Regions from separate parts of the Mus musculus genome. Here all the other regions are linked to region 1. A link is a contact called in public Hi-C, HiChIP or PLAC-seq and promoter capture Hi-C data. All regions are on one chromosome and are shown on one strand. The core of a region is the stretch at or near the end of the contact, and the rest is flanking DNA. Distances in the headings are between cores, read along the strand shown.

Region 1 (2,864 bases), core at 103-2,602:
GACTCACTTATTCTACACAATGAAACCAAACCACTCATTACTTCTTAACATCTCCTAGATCTGGATAAACCTGACAACCAATCACTCATCACAGTTTTAATCGGCAATCATTTCTCCTGTTAGTGATAGGCAGGACAATGCTCTGCTTCACAAACCAAGCTATTACTTGAGAGATGTTTGTTTGTTTGTTTGTTTAGTAGGCTTTTGTTTGTTTCATTTCGTTTTGTTTTCAAGACAGGGTTTCTCTGTGTAACAGCTGTGGCTCTCTTGGGACTCATTTTGTAGACCAGGCTGGCCTCGAACTCACAAAGACCCGCATACCTGCCTCTGCCTCCCAAATGCAGGAATTAAATGTGTGGGCCACCACATCCATCGAGAAATCACTTTTTAAAAAAAGACTATTATACACATACGAATGATTGGCCAGACTTCAAAAACGACATGACCGGTTCCCAAGCTGTTTCCTATCGTACCTAACACAGAGACTTTGAACGCAGCACTACTTTTCAAGAGTCAGCATTGCAGGATAGCAACCCTGGGAGATTGGTTCTCAGAAACTGAGGTGTTCATTGGAGTCTCGTAAAGAGCGACACATCATTGGTCAGCTTCCAAGCTCCTACGGGGCCACGTTGACTCTGGGTGCAGAAACCACCTTTCCGTTGGCCCTACCACTTCAACAGAACGGTCAACTCCAAGTGCAGAATCTTTCGGGACAAATTACAACCTCTTCAACCCGGGGGCTCACACTCCCAGCAGAGTTCATCCTGGACCTCTTTAGCCTTGGCTCCAAGTAAGGGCCAGCCCAGAGGCCACCTCCACCTCACCCCCCCCCCCCCGCCTCCACACACACACACCCCGTCACCGAGGGAACTAGGATATTGTTGCCGTGTCTGCAGGGCGCCCTGCGAAGTGCATCGGCCGATCCACGACCCCATCGGACAAAGCCCCCTCCACCCCCGAGGTCTGCCACTGGCGTTTGGACCGGTGGCTCCCTCGCCCCTTCCGAGGGCCCGCCCGGAAGAGCCCGGACACCGCCGGGGCCAGAATCAGGAACCCGAGGTCTACGCAAGCATGGAGGACAGAGCCGGGCCGGCACGACTCACGGAGGAAGGTGCGCGACAACAGGCGGGCGGCGGCGAGGCCGCTGCTGCTGGAGACCATGGTTGCAGTGGCAGCCGCAGCAACTACTGTTGCGGTCATCCCCCAATGACACTCTCAGGACCCCGGGACCTTGGCATGGGCTCAGGCTCGCGCAGAAAGGTGTCTAGAGGAGTAGCCTGAATATCTTACGCTCCTCGGAGTCTCTTCTCAAACAGTGAACGTTACAAGTGGAAAAGAACAAGAAGGATGACGTTTGAAAAGCAAACAATAGCTCTGTTCTTTAGTAGATGTGGGCTTGGGTAACCATAAACATAACGGCAATGTGTGGGACAGCCCATGAGAGGCCCGGCCGGCGCGTGGTGTTGTGGGAAATGTATTTTTTTTCCGAGTAAGCAGCGTGCTGAAAGGGAAGGGGTTGGAAGCGATTTAAACTCCGGCGTGGGCGCCCAGGAAAAGCCGTGACAAACGCTGAGGGGAGGCGCCGGCAGCAATGCTATGTGCCAGACCGTGATCCTGCACTTTGTTTTTTTCTGACCTGTTACAGAGAAGATTGTACTCCTCTTGTCCTCCCTGTACGGTTCCGGAAATTATCCGCACTAGTGGCCGGCAAAAGAAAAAAGGAAAAGTGACCAAATACTTAAAATTAAAAAGCCCCTTAGCTGACAGTTTCCTGAAGCAGGAATCTCTTTATTAAACAAACTGGCGCACTGCCTTCGACTAATGCTAATTATTTACTAATGCTAATTATGCCTCTTTCTAAAATCCTAAGGACTACAACTCGAGATCAAATAGGATTTGTGCCCAATTGGAACAAATTATTCACTCCACTCTTTTAAAACCTTAGCAAGTCCTTGAGCCAAAGCACCACGTTTCTTGTCTAAAACCGCGTTCCTAAGATTCCTTATCAGTATAATCAATAAAGTTATTTTAGCTCAGTAAGGTCGTCATTATAATTCGCACCATTCTCATGTGTACTTGTCTTGTAGATCCTGCCCTTGTGGTAAAGTTAAATATCAGTGCTTTCCAAATAGGTCCAGTGTGAACATTTTTTTAAAGATTTATTTATTTACTTATTATGTACAGTGTTCTGTCTGCAGTATGTCTGTGAGCCAGAAGAGGGCACCAGATCTCATTACACTTGGTTGTGAGCCACCATGTGGTGGCTGGGAATTGAACTCATGGACCTCTGAAAGAACAACCAGTGTTCTTAACCTCTGAGCCATCTCTCCAGCCCGCGAACAATGGTTTTAAGGAGGAAATTTTTCACTGAATCTTTACTTAATAATTAAGCATTTTGTTTCATTTATTTAACAAAATGTGTAATACATAGTATATATAACATATAGTATAGATTGTAAATATGTGTGTGTGTACACTATATTGACAACATTATGCTGATTGGACCAAGTGAGTAGTGGATAGCAGCCAGTTTGAATTCATGGGTAACACGTAAATTCAACCAAAATTCAAGAACCTTCTAACTCAGTGAAATTCTTAGGAGTGCAGTGGTTTGGGGCATGCAGAGCTATCCTTCTATTGTAAAGTTATTGTGTCTGGCCCCTCCCACTGGAAAGAAGCACGGTGTTTACTGAGCCTGTTTGGATTTTGGATGCAGCACCCTCTTCACTTGGGTGTGTGACTCCAGTCCATAGTGACTCAGAAAGCTACTAACTTTAAGTGGGGCCTGGAGCAAGAGAACGCTCTTGAAGAAGTCCAGACTGTTGTGCAAGCAAGCACACTACCACTTGGCTCAGGTGATCCAG
Region 2 (2,864 bases), core at 100-2,599, 900 kb after region 1:
AATTCAGCTGACAGCCACCAAGCCCTAGTGGTCCTCCTGTCTCCATTTCCCACATGGCTAGGACTATAGGCATGAGCCCACTGTCAGCTTTTTCCACGGGTGCTGGAGTTTTGGACTCATGCTTGGACAGTAAGCTTTCTCACCAATTGAGCCAATCTCCTCCGTTTGTTTGCTTATTAGTGGACATACTAAAAACATCTGTCTCTGATAGGCAATGAGGCAGACAAGTGCTCACGTAGGTAAGTTTTCCCCACCCATACCCAGTCCCTATTTCAGCCACATTGGAGCTGCACTGCTGGTGTCCAGACCACTTGCTTAACTGACCATGAGAGGAACCAAGGCTTTTGAGGGTCTAATAGTGCATAGCCTTCTCTTGTTTCTTTCCTTCTGGCATGTAGCCTAGGATAGTCTTGAATTAACTATGTAGCTCAGTTGGCCTTAAACTTTGGGATTTGTTTTGCCTGATCCTGAGAGTATAGCTTTCCAAGTTTTCAGTTTAAAATGTAAACATCAGAAACTTATTAGAGCAGTGACAGAATCAAGTGCATCTGCTTGATGGAATTGTTATATTGAAAGTAAAGGAACAGACTGCCTTACCCTAGACGTGAATGAGACCTGGTCAGAAAGAGGAAACACCGACTCATACTTGAACATAAAATTCTAGGAAATGTAGTCACTATTGTGGTTTGGGTGGGATTCCACGTGGGCACAGGACATTTCTGGGGTGAGACAAGTTTCTTCTCTTGAATCTGTAAGTGTTCATACATCGCAATTTAGCAAATTAGACACATCAAACGTGTACTATCTTGTATATCAATTATACTTCGATGGAACTGTTCAAATAGGCAGGGACTAAGGCATGACTCAGTGGTAAGGCTGAATTTGAAGTTTTATTAGCTAAACAATAAATGCGCCTTAGCAGAGTATTTGCAAACTCATTTCAAGAGCCCTTTAAATATGATACTAATTGAAGTTCCCAGGTACAAGCCTGAATGAAGGAGTTAATTTGGGAATACTGACTCCTTTTCCTGTGTAGGTCATCAGTCCCTGATCAGGGGACATCTCTGGATCGTCGTTTCGAGACACAAATTGTCCTGAAGCTATCTCGGGTGGAGTGCTAGCTTCCTTTTCCCTAAAATGAAAGTAGCCTGTGAAAGGTTCCTATTTAAGCCGTGAAGAGATGTTGGACAAGGACACAATATGTTCGAAACTATCTCGGTTGGGCCAGCAGCGCTTATAACGTTTTATAAGCCTGTATTGTCCCTCACAGCGACTCGTAGCGCGCTGCGTTTCTATGAGGCCATCTCGACTTCTGATTGGCTGCTTGCTGCCCGTGCTCGGCGCCGGCGCGGAAGCTCCTAACTGGTGGTGGCGATGTCTAGCCGGTCCAAGCGGCAGTCCCATGGTTCCACCCGCGGGAAGCGTGAGTCCGAGTCTCGTGGCAGCTCGGGTCGCATCAAGAAGGAGCGAGACCGTGAGAAGGAGCCCGAGGCGGCGAGCTCCCGGGGTAGCCCGGTCCGCGTGAAGCGGGAGGCCGAGCCGGCTGCGCGAGAGGTCCCGGCGCCCGCGCTCCCGGTCGTGCGGGTGAAGCGTGAGCGCGAGGCCGATGAAGACTCGGAGCCCGAGCGGGAGGTGCGAGGTGCGCGGGGCCGGGCCGGGCGCGTCCTCTTCCTTCGCCTGCTTTCTTCTTTCTCCTCCTATATTTTTAAAGACGGGTCTCAGGAACTTGAAGTTGTAACCAGAGATGGCCTTAGACTCTTGCTTCCCCTTCTTGAAGTCTGAGATGCCCAGTTTTTGTCTGCTTTTTACTTTTCCTTTCTTCTGCCTCCCTGACCAGGCTTGAATCCAGCAGGCTGGATTGCCTGTCATAATACATCACAGCATCTCCCTATTCACGTATAGCCTACGTGGGTCAGGTGCTCTACTGACGACTGTACAGATGGACCCTTCTCCGTTCCCCCCCACCCCCCACAAATTCCTAAGAGTCAGAGTCATGTTGTAATTTTTGGAATAAGACCATTAGTTGAGTCCCAGTGCACTCAACTCAAGTATTGACTTTGTACTAGTTGAATAGTTTGGAGACACTAATGCTTCTCCTGGGTTTTGCATGGGGGTTGTTCCATGTTGTCTTGTAAAGGATGCTGATGTAATGACCAGCCTTGGGAGACAGATAGTATTATTCCATAGAGCAATAGGTAGGGAGTAAGGTCACAAGAAGATATAATCTTCTTTAAGGGCAGGGATCTTCTGTAAGGCAACCCACTATGAGCACTGGTTCTTTTTCTATTCTATTATGGGACTTAACTCTAGGATCTGGCAAAGATGTCATATAATAGGGTACTGTTATTGCTGTAGTAGACTCTTTGTTTTAGTCTGTGATCATGTGGCTTCTGTCAGCATCCATGAAGCTGTGTCAAGCTAACACATTAGGGTTAACTTTAGTTAGAGTTAACACATTAGGATTAACTCTCAGAACCAATACAGTTCTTGTACTAATAGTAGATTTAAGGATATTCAGCTTATCTTAGTACTTGTGATATATTTCATGATACTTTTCCTGCCCATTTGATATTTATTTATTTATTTATTTGCTTATTTAGGCAGGCTCTTACTAAGTAGCCCTGGCTGTCTTGGAACTTTGTCGGTAGGCCTCAAACTCAGAGATTTCACCTAGCCTACTCACTCAAGGGCTAGGATTAATGTACACCACCAATGCCTGGCATTTATTTATGTGTATGCATGTACCATGGTGTATGTGTGGAAGTCAGTGGGCAACTTGTGGGAGTCCGTTTTCTCTCCTAGCCTGTGTGTCACAGGGATTGAACTCAGATAGTTGGGTTGCTGGTAAGCACCTTTACTAAGCC
Region 3 (2,864 bases), core at 121-2,620, 810 kb after region 1:
CAGTGCCTTTCTCAAACTCCCACCTTTGCACTGGCACACACCCTAGAGGGAAATGCCCCTTGCTTTTCATAGTGTACCTAATTTTCTGAGGCAAGGCAGCTGGCAGCCGGAGGTTGTCATTCAGCCTCACAGTCAAGTGCATCTTATGCTAGGAGCAGGCTGTTCCCTAGCATCATAAAACCCGATGTTCTTGACAAACACTGGTTCTCAAAAGCCACCAGGCTCCTGGCCTGCCCTAAGACTGGACCCAACAGTTGTGTGACACTGGCCTCATAGAGGGTCTCTGCATGCAATTAGCTCCAGACTCCACTCTTTGTCTGTATGGAGTTTTATTTCCCTTTTTTTCCCCGTCTGTTAATTCATTTCATGAGCAAAACTGAGACAACTGCAAAAGTTTAAAAGAGAAAGTGTCATAAAATCGAGGCCATTTGACCTTGACAAGCTCATCTGAAGCACATTTGAAGGCTTGAATAGCGCCCTCCCCTACACACACGAAAGAAGCATTCATATTCTCTCGAACAGATTGGAACGTCCATTTCTTCCTAGGAAGCATGGAAAACCAAGCCATGCAAAGTCAGATTTAGGATAGAAAAGAATCTAGTACCGTCTCAGACTACGGGGGTCCACGAGGCTCGGCGAGGGGGGAGGGGAGGCCGCCGGCAAGTGGCAATTGTTCGGAAAAACAATACAGCATTCCTGCTAGTTGGCTTTACAGCCATTTTCCCCAGAGCAGTTACTCGAGGCATGACTAACGGTAGGGCTAGAACCCCTCACAATCTCTCGTTCCCCGGAGGGAACCGTGTAGGATGGATAAGGGCAGTGCCTATTAGCCTCCGCTGGCCAGTCAACATGGCCACCTTCACATGGCAGAGGGCCACCCGGCGCTGGTGCACGAGGTGGCGAATGGAGGGTGGTGGTGGCAGGAAAGACCCTCGGCGAGAGCCACAGCACAAAACGGCCGCCACCGCCACGGCCGCCGCTGGGAGGCGCGCGCGCCGGCAGACCTCCGTGGGCAACGGTCGGAGGGATGTACCATACCCTCGTACAGGGGAGGCCGTCCTTCAAATCCAAATCCTCTCTTCTCCAGCAATCAACGTGGGGATGGGCGTAAACCCCAAGTCTACTCACTTACATCTCCATTTAACCCACGCCATCAAGATGACTAACTACTGGCAGGAGGCCCGGTTAGCTCTGCTCGCCCCCCCCATCGGTAGAATGGTTCAGCCGGAGCTCGGCTCGGCGGACCTCCCTGCCAACCCCCATCCGCCCGCCCGCGGCGCATTGGCGCGCGACGCCGAGGGGCGGAGCCCGAGCCGGGCGCGCGCGACCCCCTGCTCTATAAATACTGGGCCGCTTCGCCCGCCGCTCCGTTCGCTCCGAGTCTCCAGCCTGCCGAGAGCTGAAGCGATCCTCCCTCTGTGTCTTCCGCAGCCCTCCGCCTCGCCGCCTCTCAGTCTCCTCAGAGTCGCCCTCTCTCACCGCCGCCGCCATGAACGGGCAGCTCAACGGCTTCCACGAGGCGTTCATTGAGGAGGGGACGTTCCTCTTCACTTCCGAGTCTGTAGGGGAAGGTCACCCAGGTGAGCCGACGGGGACTCGGAGGAGGGAAGGGCGGAGGGCAGTGGCGCTGGGGGTGGTCGAGGCCGTCTCCGGCGGCGGTGGGCATGGCAGCGGCCGCGCGCTTCCCTCGTGGCGCCGCGAGTTTGCAATGTGCGGCCCCGCTCCCCTCCCCCTTTCTCCGCTCCTCATCCGGCGGCGCGCCCCGGCATGCGGAAGGTTCCAGAAATCGAGAAGGGCGGGGGCTCGAGGCAGTTTTGAGATCGGCGCGGGGAGGGCACTGCTTCCTCCTCTTTAGTCCCGTCGCCTGGAAAAACCTCAAGTGGGCGACCCCGCCCCGCGTGCTCGCGTCCGGCCGCCGGGAGCGCGCGCCCCGCATTGCAGCGGCTACCACGTGTTCGCCGCATGTGGAATTGGGGCGAAGCGGAGCTGGCGGCCTCTACCCACCCGACCCCTAGTTTGGAAGTGGGGGCTGGTGTCTCCGAAGGTCCCATCTCTAATATCCCTGACTTCCGGCCCCTGGAAAACGCTTAAGAGCATGGGTAGACATGCCCTTTAGCCTTCAAGGTGACAGACTGCCACTGACTAAATATAGCGCGAATTAGAGAAGGCATCCCTTATTTAGAGTGTGCTTGAAAAGGATGAAGTGCATGAATTAAGTGTATACTCCCATCGCGTTAGGTTTCGTTTTAAAGTCTTCCCTTTGGTCTTTTTCCTACAACTAAAGGAGGATTTATTTCATGTTTCCTTAAGGCTTTGTCCACTGAACCGCCATGATGAGATCGGTTATAATGAATCTATTATATGGACTTTGGGTTTCAGATGGAACATAACCATTTAGTAAATACTAATATTCAGTTTGAGCTGTTTCCGTTCGCAGGGGGTCCACAGCAATATTATTACATGGCTTGTGAGGAGCATCTTGATGAGTGATGGTTGAAAGACAAGTGTTGCTGTGGCTCCTCCCACACTCCCCTCAAGGAAAGGAGTATCTCCATATCTATTGAATCACTCCTTAGTACAGCCATTAGATTCCATCTTAAGGTTCTGTGGCTGCAATACACATTTTGGGGTAGTAACAAAAATCAAGGAACATAGAGCCAAGCACAGTGGTACACTAACTACTACAATCCCAGCGTTTAAAGTATGGAAGCAGTTTAGTTTGTCAGCCTGGGCCACGTGTAAGACCCTGTCTCAATACCACAAACATTCCAGACCAGGATACTGCCATTTTCTAAATTGATGAATCAAGGAGAAATTGGATATGGCTTAGAGCACACTTGAAAGTTTCCTGGAGCCGAAGGCAG
Region 4 (2,864 bases), core at 179-2,678, 560 kb after region 1:
TCCTTTGGCCTCCACACGTGCACCGTGGCACGCATGCACATGCATTCACACATTTAAAAGAAAAAGAATAAGTCTTACTGAGGTCAAATAACATGTAATTGGCGGGGGGGGGGGGGGCAGGTGTGGTGCTATAAACCTATAATTCCAGCACTTGGAAAGTAGAAGCAAGAGAATCAAGAGTTCAAGACCAACCTGGGCTATATGAAAGCCTTCTCTAAAAAACAAACTGGGGTGGTGGTATACACCTGTGACCACAGCACACGGTGCACAGATTTCGGTGAATTTAAGGCCAGCCTGCTCTAGAACGTTGCAGGACAGTCAGGGCTATCTAATGAGACCAAACAAAGCAAAACAATTTGAAAACCTAACATGTAACAATCAGGCTCTTCCAGTGACTTATTTTCAAATCAAGACTAGTTATATATTTATAAGTCACTAGACATCTTGTGATTTAGAGAGCCTGTTCACTTCTTCCCAACAATGTGTAAGGCAGGTGTATCCCAATGTGACCTTAGGAAACCTCTTAGGTTAGTGGTGACATCTCTTGGTTATCTGGAAGTGCTTCTCAGTGCTTGGTTGCATGGGAGGTTGCTCAAGGAATTGCAGATTGGAGCCTCAATTTCCACCCCTCCCATTTCTTTCTATCTATCTATCTATCTATCTATCTATCTATCTATCTATCCATCTGCTTATGTGTATATGGGTGTTTTGACAGCATATATGTCTGTGCACTTTGTAATGCGTGCCTAGTTCAGTTTCAGATTCTCTGGGACTATTTACAGACAGTTGTGAGCTGCTATGGAGGTGTTGAGAATTGGATCTTGGTCCTCTGGAAGAACAGCCTGTGCTCTTAACCACTTACGAGATGCTCAGACCACTGGTTGATGGTGCATGCTGTGCATAGCAGGGTGTAAAGCCAGGTAACCCAGTTTCTCAGTGTAAGAGGAGCAGGACCTGCAGAGGCTGTTTCCATGGACCCCAGATTTTCCTAGCCTCTCCCAGACAGCTGCGGAGCATTTACATTTGCAGAGGAGAAAATGGTGAACTTCTGACAACATTTGTTTAGCTGATTCTGATTGTTGCTGGGGAACACCACACACACACACACACACACACACACACACACACACACACACACACACACACACACACACACAAACCCCTTTGGGGATTTGGAGAAGAGGATTTCAGCCAGCCCCAGCCCCCGTTCCTCCAAGTACCAAGATCACTAGCACTGTGCTTGCCATTCTCCAAAAATGTGCACAGACATGGCTGATCCGCCCACGCTGGCCTTTCCGATAACAGAAGCAGCCCAGCCAGAAATGAGTGGTTGGTCCAGAATAAACCCACCCAGGGTGGCAGTCAGTTCTTTGCAGCCCCTGTTCAGACCTAGCCCGAGGACAGACATTTCCTTTAACTGTCTCGAGTGAGAGCTGGCCTGGGCTTCTTCCAGCAGCCCCTGGCTCCCCTACCCGCCCCTGCGATATGTGGGCGCTACATAAATACTTGTTGACTGACTTGATTCATTCCCTGGAAAAGCAAAAACCAAAGGAAGTCGGGCAAAGGGAAGTGGATTCAACTCTCTCTTAGGTATCAGAAGGAAAGGCCAGGCCTGATGTCCGACTGCTGGTGGGATATGACTGCTTTCTTCCCTTAAGAAATAAGAAATAAAAACATTATTCACTGTGATGTCCACTGTGTCTCTGGGGGCTGAAGGCACAGAGTTTCTCAGAGATGTGTAGTATGTTCATGGGTGTGGTTCTAAGTAGACACCAATGGTCAACGTCCATTGTCTTACACACACTCTCTGCCTTTAGAGACAGGGTTTCTCCTTGAACCCAGAGCTCCAGGGATCCCTCTGTCACTGATTCCCTGCTACCGTACTCTCGTCCCCACCCCAACTAAGGTTACAGCCTTTCCTGGGTGCTAGGTCCGTCAGAGCCATCTCCAAACCACCAACAATTTCTACCTGTTAGACTGCTTAAAAGGCTTAAAAGAATTGCCACACCAGCACCCCCCACCCACTCACAGTGAGCGTGAAGGACACCCCCATCCCCCCACTCACACACACACACTGAGCATGCAGGACACCTGGAGTGCCCTGCCCCCTTCAGTGCATGTTCTGGCCTCATTCTTTGTTTTGCCACTTGTCAGGGTGAGAGGTGAGACCTCTGAGGGTCTGTTTTGGCAGCAACCTAGCTTTGATGGACTGAGGGGTTGGCTCTTGAGTTGTTCGGCTATGAGCCTCTAAGGATATTTCTTCAAACATCTGTAGTACTTCTTGCTGTTCCATGGTTGTGTTCCATGGCTGGGCTCCAAGGCTGGGCTCACTCCACTCAGCCGCTTTTCTCCATGTAGCCCTGGCTGCCCTGGAACTCACTCTGTAGACCAGGCTGGCCTCAAACTCACAGAGGTCCACCTGCCTCTGCCTTCTGAGTCCTGGGATCACCATGCCTGATGTTGGGCGGCTCCTCTTCTCGTCTGTTGAGCTGCCCTCTGAACCCAAATAACTTTTGTTGCCACCAAGTACCCTTTCTAGCACAAAGCCTCCATAAAAATTCATTTGGTCTCAAAGTTTGAACTTGGGTTTTCACCCTTTTGTGGGGTAGTAAGCCTATGGACTCTTGGGGGTGCTGGCAGCCCCCTTGGTCCTCTATCTGCAAATATCAGTTCTCATTTGTGACCATGAGTACTTCACACACACACACACACACACACACACACACACACGAACGCATCCACAAACACATGTGCGCATACATACCTGTTTCTATATCTTTGAAGAAGATGATAACATTTGTACTGTGTCACATGGACTGAGAGAGCTTGCAGATGTGAAGACACACTTGGGCAGTGCTGGGCAC

What was found. Promoter capture Hi-C pulls out the DNA fragments that hold promoters and counts their contacts. Hi-C and Micro-C count contacts between places; a contact is called where the count stands out from the background. HiChIP or PLAC-seq counts read pairs in DNA pulled down with a chosen protein or histone mark.
Region 2: a contact with region 1 is called in an H3K27ac HiChIP or PLAC-seq map of microglia, with 7 times the contacts expected there. The contact joins the promoter of Usp39 here to the promoter of Suclg1 in region 1. A contact is called at or near these places in 1 of 39 promoter capture datasets (pre-B cells), 2 of 115 datasets of contacts at active chromatin or transcription factors (microglia and thymic regulatory T cells) and 1 of 9 other capture datasets (adipose tissue).
Region 3: a Hi-C map of cortical neurons shows a contact between it and region 1, with 6 times the contacts expected there. The contact joins the promoter of Mat2a here to the promoter of Suclg1 in region 1. A contact is called at or near these places in 2 of 39 promoter capture datasets (hippocampal neurons and pre-B cells), 3 of 484 Hi-C or Micro-C datasets (cortical neurons, pre-B cells and stem cell-derived neural stem cells) and 2 of 115 datasets of contacts at active chromatin or transcription factors (embryonic forebrain and memory CD8 T cells).
Region 4: a promoter capture Hi-C map of hippocampal neurons shows a contact between it and region 1, with 2.1 times the contacts expected there. The contact joins the enhancer-like site here to the promoter of Suclg1 in region 1. A contact is called at or near these places in 4 of 39 promoter capture datasets (3T3-L1-derived adipocytes, cranial neural crest, hippocampal neurons and 1 more).

The regions. Positions count from the first base shown.
Region 1 is chr6:73,246,993-73,249,856 of GRCm38.p6, reverse strand. Suclg1 (succinate-CoA ligase, GDP-forming, alpha subunit) reads right to left here and starts at 1,352. Exons shown (of 9, transcript NM_019879.3): 1 at 1,104-1,352. The coding sequence starts at 1,200. It overlaps Gm38834 (a long non-coding RNA gene), which reads right to left and starts at 1,094. Exons shown (of 2, transcript XR_869182.3): 1 at 474-1,094.
Region 2 is chr6:72,343,660-72,346,523 of GRCm38.p6, reverse strand. Usp39 (ubiquitin specific peptidase 39) reads left to right here and starts at 1,349. Exons shown (of 13, transcript NM_138592.4): 1 at 1,349-1,639. The coding sequence starts at 1,375.
Region 3 is chr6:72,438,062-72,440,925 of GRCm38.p6, reverse strand. Mat2a (methionine adenosyltransferase II, alpha) reads left to right here and starts at 1,370. Exons shown (of 9, transcript NM_145569.5): 1 at 1,370-1,580. The coding sequence starts at 1,490. Particl (promoter of Mat2a antisense radiation induced circulating long non-coding RNA) reads right to left here and starts at 2,243. Exons shown (of 1, transcript NR_046011.1): 1 at 311-2,243.
Region 4 is chr6:72,683,840-72,686,703 of GRCm38.p6, reverse strand. The region is part of intron 3 of Tcf7l1 (transcription factor 7 like 1 (T cell specific, HMG box)); the gene reads left to right. Gm31391 (a long non-coding RNA gene) reads right to left here. Exons shown (of 4, transcript XR_003956315.1): 3 at 2,765-2,864. Among named protein-coding and RNA genes, the nearest start is that of Gm31391, 30 kb to the right of the region's middle. Within about 2 kb of position 1,428, at least 40 of the 459 cell types and tissues checked have an H3K27ac peak or open chromatin away from gene starts, as enhancers often do. A contact at or near this core is called in hippocampal neurons, where this site is marked.